Linked DNA regions of Sus scrofa: region 1 is linked to region 2. A link is a contact called in public HiChIP or PLAC-seq data. All regions are on one chromosome and are shown on one strand. The core of a region is the stretch at or near the end of the contact, and the rest is flanking DNA. Distances in the headings are between cores, read along the strand shown. Region 1 holds the start of TAGLN2 (transgelin-2). Region 2 holds the start of PEA15 (astrocytic phosphoprotein PEA-15).

Region 1 (5,546 bases), core at 1,870-4,369, 290 kb before region 2:
ACCTGGGCCTCAAGACTGTCCACAGGGAGCCAAGAGGGCCCGAAGCCCAGGGATCACTGTGGCCCCAGGAAAGAGACCAGGAGAATGATTAACCAGCACACCAGGGTTAGGAGGGGAGGGCCAGCCAAAAGCCTGACCTCTCCAGTGTCACCTATGGGCAGGACAGAGTCGGCCTTCCGGACCCACCTCTGGATGGGTACTGAGGGCCCCTCCTAAACTCTGGAGCCTGGACACAGCTGGCAAGGTCACAGCCTCCAGCTGCAGTGTCTTGTCTCCACTCTGGGGCCATTGGCCTAGACCCTGAGGTGCCAGAGCCCTAAGGCAGCGCTCTGGGAGGAGGGGAGCCGCCGGGCCCAGCCAGGCTACAGCTATTCTCCCCACCCCCATGGGTGGGTGGACGGAGTGCTGAGGGGCTGTGGCTGCTGGAGCTGGAGTGGCCCACCCCAGAGACACCCAGGGGACTCACCCTGGCTCTCCCTTCAAAGAGGGAAGTCACCAGTTGCCTACTGGGGTGGGGAGGAGCTGTGTGGGAGATGCCCACCACTGGGGGTCCAGAAGGACAGCTGCACCGCATGGGGGATGGATTGACTGTGAGTAAACTAGAGAGCTGCCTAGAGCTGTGGGAACAGCCCTCAGCCCCTACCCACAAGCTTACAATACTTGGGACAGGGGGAGGGGCCACGAACGGCACTCCAGCCCTCAGCCCCACCCAGGCCCTGGGCTGGAAGCTTACCTCATCCGACCCGGGCTGACGACAGAGAAAAGGCGGAGGGATGGGACAGGGGTGGGGGGTGGGAAGATTCAAGGGCTCCTGGCTGGGGTTTAACTGGGCAGACAAAGGGACTCTCCATTCATTGAGCAGAGAAGACACAGGGGAACTTCCCAATTCAGAATTGGCATTAAGACCATCCTGAAAGGGCAAAATGGGGTACTTGCTTCCAAAAAGTAGTGCCACAGGCAGCAGGCAGAAGCAAGGGTGGTGGGAGACCTATGATTGAGGGGCTGTCCCAAGGCACTCCCCTAGCTATCAAGAGTCAGTGAGCAGAAGAGAAAGCTGAAACTACACAAAGAGGAAGCCACAGGCTTTGCACCAGGGGAGGAGGGGTACTTGGCGGCTGTTGCCATGGCTTCTGTGTACCAAACACAGGAATGGGGCAGGGTGGGGGCTCCCAGGCTGAAACATCCACTCGACACAGGAGTGGTGAAGAGGCTCTGAGCATGGGGTGGGGCAGATCCTTGGGAAAGGGGCTCCTTCAGAGCAGTTGCCAGGTACAGACAGGTGCAAGGGATTCCTCAAAGAAGCAGCTGTTAAGAGTAGGGTGGAGGAGACTGGAAGTTATTCGAGTTTGGGAGTAGCGAGGGAGACTTAAGGAAATAGTTCAGGAGAAGATGAAATGCCCTGGGAACAAGTGAGCCCCATACCTGAAAATCCTGGAGGGAGAGGGGATGGGGGGTGAGGGGAGGTGGGGGGAGAAAAGGAAGCCAGTCCCCAGTAGGCAAAAGAGGGATTGACTGGGGCAGTGGAGTGAGGGTGGGGGTGGGGATGGGGGGAGAAGTGCAACTGGACAAAGACCCTTTGGATTCTGGGCAGGTAGGGCCCTGCTGCTGGCCCCACCCTACCTTGGCCTCCTCTGCAGTTTTAAGTCTTCTCTGTGGACCAGGAAGGAGAACTCGGGAGTGAAGCTGGAAACGGGGAACCGGCCCTCTGTCTGGTGCTCTGGAGTCAGAAAACTAGGAGAGCCTCCTGCACCGGATCTCCACACCAGTCCATCCTCACTTCTGCTCACTGATAGCACGTTTCCCCCTGAATCTCACGGGTACCGGCTCCTGGAGACTCCAGGAGGCCTGCAGAGCCGGGGTGAAGGGGTGGAGGCCAGGCGGCAGTCCATTTCCGGTCCTGCTGGTCCGGCCCCCACAGCCGCCCCCCTCGCCACACCCTGGGCCGTTACTGGGATGAGTCACCCACCGCCCGCCGCTGGGGTGACGCAGTGGTCTGGGCAGCCCGCCCGCCCGCGGCCACCACCGACTTTCCCAGCAGTAGGGGGCAAGGAGTGGGGGCATCGGCTCCCGTAGGGGCTGGAGGCGCGGGAAAGCCGCCACCCTCCCCCAACACCACCGCCTACAGGCAGGGCACCCCGGGGCGCGGTCAGAGCTGCAGCCTCCCAGATGTCTGAGATCAGGGGACTCTCCTCAAGGCGACTGGGGCTTTAACTCCCGGCGCCAACCCTGGAAGGGGAGGCCACTGCGGGACCCGCGCACGGAGCCCCCTTGCTCCAAACCGCGCCTCGGAGTCCCTAGAAAAAAGATCTGCAGGAGAATAAAGAGAAAGGACTGGGACGCAGAGGGCAAGCAGCACCCACACGTGTTCCTGGAATCAGGAAGTGAAGGGTCGCGCGGGAAGCCCCGGCGGCGCGGAGCGGGCCAGGGTGGGCGCTGGGACCCTGTACGCCCCGTCCCTCGGGGCCAGTCCCTGACGCCCTCCTTTCCTCACCCTAGCACGGATCTGGAGCTGAAGTCCGCGGGAGGGACGCAGTCCCCACGTCCCTGATCCAGACAGACGCCCCGTCTATGCACCCGCAACACCGCCTGACCTCATGGCTCAACAATGCGGGGTCAGAGTCTGAGGACAGACCTGACAGCCCGGGGCGGGGCAGAGCAGTCATCGGACCCCTGCCTGCGAGCCCTTGGTCCCCAAGCTCACAGGAGCAGGTCGCAAGCTCGGGCTTCCTGCAGCCTAGAGACCGCGCACATCCCCCCTCCCCCGCCCCGACGGACCCCCTCCCTCCAGCTCACCTTTCACTCAGGCAGGAGAATTGCGCACTTAAGACTGGGGCTGCCGCGCGAATGGAGCGCCTGGGCTGGGCCGGGGGTTTTCAGCAGGCTCCCGCCTCGGACGGGGCGGACCAAAGGCGGGGCAAGGCCGAGAGGGTTTAAAGGCGCCGCACTGCAGAAGCGGAGGGCAGTGCTTAAGAGATGGGGCTGGAGACCAGAACCTGGGTTAAAGGATCTCAAGACAGTAGCCTCCGCCCTGGAGAACTTCTACACCTACCCTAGAACCCGTAAACTTGTGCCCCAGTGGGAAACTTTCTGCCTAGGTTAGCGCAAGAAGGGCGTTTTTTACGTGCGAAGAAGCCTCTTGGTTTAAAAAGGATGTTTAGGTAAACAGAGGCACAGGAAGACACTCCCCACCCACCCCCCCACAATTGACTAGGGTGTGACATGCAGGCCAGGACAGCTCCCGGACTTGGTCTTGCTCCCCACCTTCTTCAAGCCTGGGCAGAGACTAACAGTGAAGTCATTCCTTTCTCAGGGCCTAAGGGGTGTGACCAGTGTTGGGACCCAGGGTTCAGACTTGACTTTTTCCCCTTCATCTCCTCCTCCATGACCTGGCATCTCTTTTTTTTTTAATTTTATTTTATTTTATTTTTTTTATTTTCCCACTGTACAGCAAGGCCTGGCATCTCTTAAATCCTGGAGGGATCAGAAGAAGAGCCCTCAGGGAGTTCCCGTTGTGGCTCAGGGGCAACAAACCTAGTATCCATGAGCTGTGGTGTAGGCTGGCAGCTGCAGCTCTGATTGGACCCCTAGCCTAAGAACTTCCATATGAAATAGGTGCAGCCCTTAAAAAGAGAGAGAGGAGGAGGAGGCTGGCAGTTCCTCCATCTCTGATGGTGGAGGAGAACATCATTTGTGGTGGATGGAGTCCCTGCTTGCAGCTATCAGTGTAGTTTTATTTATTTTTTGGTTTTTTTTTTAAATTTTTTTGTCTTTTCAGGGTCGCATTTGCGGCATATAGAAGTTCCCAGGCTAAGGGTCCAATCAGAGCTGCAACTGCCAGCCTATACCATAGCCACAATAATGTGGGATCAGAGCCGTGTCTGCAAACTGCACCACAGCTCACAGCAACTACAGATCCTTAGCTCACTGAGCAAGGCCAGGGATCGAACCTGTGTCCTCATGGATACTAGTTGGGTTCGTAACCTCTGAGCCATGAACTCCATCAGTGGAGTTTTCATAGCTGTTAGACGATCCCATATATGCTGGTTTTTAAGGACATCAACAACCAATGCCCTCCTACTTCTCCATTCTCTCTTCCCCATACTCCCTTCCTGAATATTCCAGTGCACACTGACACCCTGGGAGGCCAAGTCTTTTCACTCCTCCATGCCTTCACATAGGCTGTTCCTCCTTCCCTTGACTGTCTTCTCACCTGCCCTACCCCTCATGGACTTTGTGACCTCGGGGCAAATCACTAAAGCTCTACACCCCAGCTCCCTGGTCTATAAAAATAGAGCTAATGGTACTACTTACCTTAGAGTGGTAGAGAATTAAATGATACATGTGAAGAGCTTAGAGCAGTGCCCGGCACACAGTGAGTGCTCAGCTGACAGCTATTATCATTGCTCCCACTTTCTGTGAGGATGCCTGCAGAGGCCCACCCCAGAGGTAGCATTTGTCCCAGCACAAGCTGTAAGCATTCACTGTTGGCTGACTCCTTCCTTCTTGCTACCCTAGTAACCAACACATAGCTTTGTCAGAGGACTTGTCATATCATCCTGTGACTATTTTTTTTTTTTTTTTTGCCTTTTTGTCTTTTTAGGGCCGCACCTGCGGCATATGGAGGTTCCCTGGCTAGGAATCTAATCGGAGCTGTAGCCACTGGCCTATGCCAGAGCCACAGCAATGCCAGTTCTGAGCTGCATCTGCAACTTACATGACAACTCACGACAAGGCCGGATCCTTAACCCACTGAGCAAGGCAAGGGATCGAACCCGCAACCTCATGGTTCCTAGTCAGATTCGTTTCTGCTGTGCCATGACGGGAACTTCCTGTGACTATTTCTTTGCTTGCCTGCTTCATCCACTAGAAAGAACTCCCCTGAGGGCAAAGACATGACTTTTGTACTTTCTACTTCAGTATCTAGCTCAAAGCTGGTCTTCAGATTCAGAAGCTGACCTCTTTAGGCATTCAATAAATGCTTTTTTTTTTTTTTTTTTTTTTTGGCTGCGCCTTCAGCATACAGAAGTTCCGAGGCCAGGGATTGAATCCAGGCCACACAGTGACCCACAGCCATGACAATGCATGATTCTTACCACTAGGCCACCAGGGAACTCCAATAAATGCTTTTTGAATGGATGTTGAATGTATCTGTCCTTTTTAAGGGCTCAGGGATTTTCCTACTTCTCTCTCAAATTCAAAACCAGATGATACACAGAAACATTTTTCAGACTTTATTCACCTGTAAAAAGTCCTCACCCACACCACAAACAACACACACACACACACACACACACACACAGACCTAAGATCCCTGTTTCAGTCCCCCAGGCTCCAGGGGCTCAGCACATACACCCCACACCAAGCCTATGGTCAGGATGTGTGCCTGGGCACCACAGGGGCAGGGGCAGTGTCCCAGGCTGGAGCTAGGTCTTGCTGGGGGCCTCCTCTGCAGGGTCTGTGTGCCTTCACCCTGCCTCACGTTGGGGCATTCACAGCAGAGTGGCCTGTTCAGGGTGGGAGATTGGCTGGCGATAGGCTGGTAGCCG
Region 2 (4,905 bases), core at 1,767-4,266:
TTTAACTGCTCTGTTCTACCCTTTCCCTTCAGGGCTGACAGGTGGACCCCCCCCACCACCACCCAGCTCCCAACGGGTTCATAATGTCCCCACTCTACCCCTGGCCTGAACCGCACACGCACCCTCCTGAACTCAGGGGTTCCTAGACTCATTAAGTGGCCATATGTGGTCTCTCCACAGCTGGTTCCCTACTGGGAGAAGACATTCGACATCGACCTATCGGCCCCACAAATAGGAGTCGTCAACGTCACTGATGTGAGTTTCCTTCTCTCCTCATCCCCCGGTGACCCCCAACTCTGCTCCCGGTGTAGCTGGTTCTCCTCTGCTCTGCTAACTAGGAGTGGAGCCCTTCCCAGAGGCATCAGACATGCCCAGTCTAACGGCTGGAAGAGAGGGAGAGATTCCTGCCCTGAACTCACCCCCGTCTCTACCTGTTGTGATGGGCTGCTCCTCCCTCAGAGCCGGGTTCGAATCCTCTCTCCTCCAGCCAGTCTTTCCAGATCTCTCATTTGGAATCATTCTCTTGTTGGCACTCTCCCACAGCCCATTTGGCCTTGAGAACATGACTTTTACTTGGCCATTTATGTGTTGTGTCTCTCTTCCAGTAGACTTTGAGCTTTCTGAAGGCAGAAATCTCATTCGCACATAGCAGGTGCTTCAAAAATATTTGTTGAGTTGAATTGAGTAAGTCACAGTCCGCCTTCCTATAATTCCCAGTCTAACTGGGGAGGTAGGTATTCTGTTGACTACCAGGCCAGATCTGGTAAACTCTATGGTAGAGATACTAACGAAATGCTGGGAAGACACAGAAATCAAAGTGTTTCTGCTTGAGAATCCCAGAGGTTTTAAAAGGAGTAGCACTTAAAGTGGAGACTGATGTAAATCAACTATACCTCAGTTTTTAAAAATAAAAAATTAAATGTAATTCTTAAAAATTAAAATACAGTGGACATTGTTCAGTGTATAGAGTTCTACAAGTGGAAATTATGAGAAGTCATTTCCGAACTGATGGAAAAGTTAGTGCAGATGGTCAAAAAGTAGGAAAATGAGTATCAAGTTAGGGGAAAAGGCACTTCATTTTTTTATGGCTTGAGAATCTAGAGATTTCTGAGGATAATGCTGGAAAAGCAGGTTTTGCAAAGTCTTTTTTTTTTTTTTTTTTTTTTTTTTTTTTTTTTTGTCTTTTTGCCTTTTCTAGGGCCATTCCCGCGGCATATGGAGGTTCCCAGGCTAGGGGTCTAATTGGAACTGTAGCCGCCAGCCTATGCCAGGGCCACAGCAACGCAGGATCCGAGCCGCGTCTGTGACCTACACTACAGCTCATGACAACGGCAACGCCGGATCCTTAACCCACTGAGCAAGGCCAGGGATTGAACCTGCAACCTCATGATTCCTAGTCGGATTCGTTAACCACTGAGCCACGACGGGAACTCCTGCAAAGTCTTGAATGCTGAAGCGTTGCCGACCTTATTCTCCAGGCCGGGGGGAGCCACCAGTCTTACATCAAGGGTGGGATTGAGAGGTCTGCTCTAGGCAGCTCAGCATGGCAAGAGTTTGTAAGAAAGACTGAACGGAGAAGGTCTACTTGCTGATCCAGCCATTCTTTCTACTCCCATGGTCATGATTCTAACCTAGACCTTCACAGGGGCAGTTTCCCTGCCCACTGACAGATGAAGAGGAGAGATAGAGGATGTACAGGGTCCAGTGAGTGGGAGGACGGGTTGAAAGACCTACATGGGGCTTAGTTCTGATCCCTTGTCTTGCCATGTCCTAGGCGGACAGCATATGGATGGAGATGGATGACGAAGAGGACCTGCCTTCTGCTGAGGAGCTGGAAGACTGGCTGGAGGATGTGCTGTCCGGCGAGATCAACACAGAGGATGATGACGAAGATGACGATGACGATGATGACGACGACGACTAGGTGCTGGGCAGCCATCGCCCAGCCCCACCTGCCCTCCTCATGCTCCCTCCTGCCCTCCCTGTCCTTCCTTGAGCGCCTCCAGGGACACCAGGTCATCCTCTGGCTTGGGGCCCTTGAAGTCTCTATGTTGGGTGCTGAGATCCAAGGAGCTACCTTTCCCTACACACTGGCCCAGCTCTCTGACTTGTGTTTCCTGTCCCACGATATCCCTGTATCCATTTTTTGTTTCTTCCACCGCCCCCCACATGCGCTTTCTTGCGATTCCCTCTTGCCGCATCTAAGGGCCCTCATCTCTCTTCCGCTCGCTCCCTCCACCTGAGCACATGCTTACCCCACTCTCTCAAATCCTCTATCTTTCTGACTGTCCTCTCCCTGGCCAGGAGGATGGGAGGGTACTGTGTTTGGGGCTGCAGCTCAGCAATCTCTTGTTAATGTATTTGGGTCAAACGAGAGACCTTAATAAAGGATCTGGGGCACCATGAGCAAGTGTCTGCTGATGGGGTCTCACCCTGCGGCAGGAGGGAGGCAGCCAGAGGATGGGGGATGTACGTGTGGGTGCCTTGTTAAGGGACTGTGATCACGGGGTGGGGGGTGGGGGCCTCCTCCTTCCAGGCAGTTATCCCAGAGAAGCCTGGATTATTTATCCGCTGCAAGTCAACAAGCCTTTTCTGAACACATGGTGTTTGTCCAGCACCGCTGTTAGGCTCTGGGAGAACAAAGAGTGCCCGGGCCTGTCCCTGCTCTGGAGCTGATTAGCCTCACTGGGAAGTCAAGACAAGCACCCGAAACAACTGAAGAGAAATACAAAGCAATAGGTAATTAAGTGATTATGTGCTGCTTGATAGCGCCCTCCCTTCAGCTCTTGTTTGAAAGCCAAGACTGAGCCCAAAGAACACTTCCTTGGGGAGGCCTTCTCAGAGGTGGCCCCTCCGGCATCTCCTTCCTCTGGGCTCCCCCTGCACTAACCACCTCTGTTCTAGTGCTCAGCCCACTCCAGCCGAGCTCTTCAATTCCACGACTGTCTCCCCCATCCAGACTGGGAGCTCCTTGAAGGCAGGACTCCAGGCCTTTTCTCTGTGTCCACAGGGCCTGGCACACAAAAAAACGAGTCCCTAGGAGTTCCCGTCATGGCTCAGTGGTTAACGAACCTGACTAGTGTCCACGAGGACACGGGTTTGATCCCTGGCCTTGCTCAGTGGGTTAAGGATCCTGCGTTGCTGTGGCTGTGGTGGTGACCAGCAGCTGTAACTCCGATTGGACCCCTAGCCTGGGAACCTCCATATGCCGCTAGTGCGGCCCTATAAAGACAAAAAAGACAAAAACCAAAACAAACAAACAAACAAAACCCATGTCTTCATCCAGCTTGTACCCATTTAACAAATGTTTAATACACAGTATGGGCACTGAACCAATACAAAAATATGATGGAACTTATTTTTGCACCGATCCGTGGAAGGTCCCACTAAATGGTAGTGCCCATGTTTTAAAAAACACCCATCTGCGCCAGTCACTAGAGACTTACAATTTCTACATCTAAGAAGAACCCTGTGAGATAGGTATCAGTGTCCCCAGCCAGGACACTGAGGCTCAGAGGCATAACCTGCCCCAGAAAGGAGTAGAGCCAGCGTGAAGCCCAAGTCCCTTCTACCTGGCTGCCTCTGGAAGACCTGGACCCTTCACTGACTGTAGGTAAGTCATTTAGTTTCTCTGAGTCTCAAAGATGGGTCAGCAATATCGGTTTCACCCCTACAACACAGAACAAATGAGGTCTAGGCAGAGGCACATTGTGAGGGTGTGTCACTATCCAAAGGTCAGTGACAGGGCACTTTGGGGGAGAGGATGGTGAAAGGAAAGAAAGGAGGAACTCAGAGTTCCCGTCATGGTGAAGTGGAAATGAATCCGACTAGGAACCATGTGGTTGCAGGTTCAATCCCTGGCCTCGCTCAGTGGGTTAAGGATCCAGCATTGCTGTGAGCTGTGGTGTAGGTCACAGACGAGGCTCGGATCTGGCGTTGCTGTGGCCCTGCAATAGGCTGGCAGCTATAGCTCCGATGAAACCCCTAGCCTGGGAACCTCCATATGCAGCAGGTGCAGCCCTAAAAAGCAAAAAAAAAAAAAAAAAAAAAAAAAAAAAAGGAGGAACTCACCTGAGGCTTCCTCTGGGTCTCTGCCAGGCTGTAGCTGGAAGTGGCACAGACACTGACGGGGCTCAGACCTCTTCCCCCGCCACACTCTGCCAGAGTTGAGGAGAGACCCCTTAGGCTGGAAATGAAAACAGATGCTTTACCACTTCTTCCTTCCCTCTTTCAGTCTGGCTGAGAATCTGGGGGAGGAAAGTCCCTGGGGTGGAGGGGAAGTGAGAGCTGCCATGCTGGGCCTGGGCAGAGGGGCAGAGTTGGGAAACAGAGCTAAGCGTGGCATTGCAAGTTGTCTATATTTGCATGCTGAGCTCACTGCTGCTCTTTTTCTCCCCAGAAAAATAAAATTACATCATGGTGGGGGGAAGGCAGAGGGGTGGTATATTTGGGAAAGGTAAGAGGACCACAAGAGGCCGGCTGGCATCACCCTGGAGAGAGGTCTGTGGCTCCAGGGCAAGTGAGGAGGTCCCTGTGTTGCTTCTTGCCCCCAACGCTTCCTCCAGCCCCCACCTTCCAAGGTAGATAAAACTGAGCGGTCATTATGGCTCCCCTGACCCAGAAGGGGAAGAAAAAGGTTTTTCCACATACTAAGCCAGGCAGCTAAGAGGATCCTGAGGCCAAAGGCCTTCCCAGCCCTTAAACTCTAACTTACTCTTCGCCTCCCAGGGTCCCAGCCATTGTGGTCATTGAAAGGTCGTAAGGGGAAGGGTGTGTTCCACTGGGAAGAATTACATCTGAGAACTGGGTTTCGCTCTTTAGGGTGAGAGGCGGCGGCGCTCCTCCAGCCCTCCCCCACTTCTGCCCCCAGCCCGGGAGTCTTCCAGAACCCCAGCCCCCTGCTGC

The links. HiChIP or PLAC-seq counts read pairs in DNA pulled down with a chosen protein or histone mark.
Region 1: an H3K27ac HiChIP or PLAC-seq map of alveolar macrophages shows a contact between it and region 2. The contact joins the promoter of TAGLN2 here to the promoter of PEA15 in region 2. A contact is called at or near these places in 1 of 47 Hi-C or Micro-C datasets (liver) and 1 of 2 datasets of contacts at active chromatin or transcription factors (alveolar macrophages).

The regions. Positions count from the first base shown.
Region 1 is chr4:90,563,845-90,569,390 of Sscrofa11.1, reverse strand. TAGLN2 (transgelin-2) reads right to left here and starts at 3,119. Exons shown (of 5, transcript XM_003125672.5): 1 at 2,794-3,119. It overlaps IGSF9 (protein turtle homolog A), which reads right to left. Exons shown (of 21, transcript XM_021089579.1): 21 at 5,217-5,546. The coding sequence ends at 5,490.
Region 2 is chr4:90,274,253-90,279,157 of Sscrofa11.1, reverse strand. It overlaps PEA15 (astrocytic phosphoprotein PEA-15), which reads left to right and starts at 3,016. Exons shown (of 5, transcript XM_001928960.6): 1 at 3,016-3,613; 2 at 4,822-4,905. CASQ1 (calsequestrin 1) reads left to right here. Exons shown (of 11, transcript NM_001243269.1): 10 at 181-255; 11 at 1,775-2,331. The coding sequence ends at 1,924.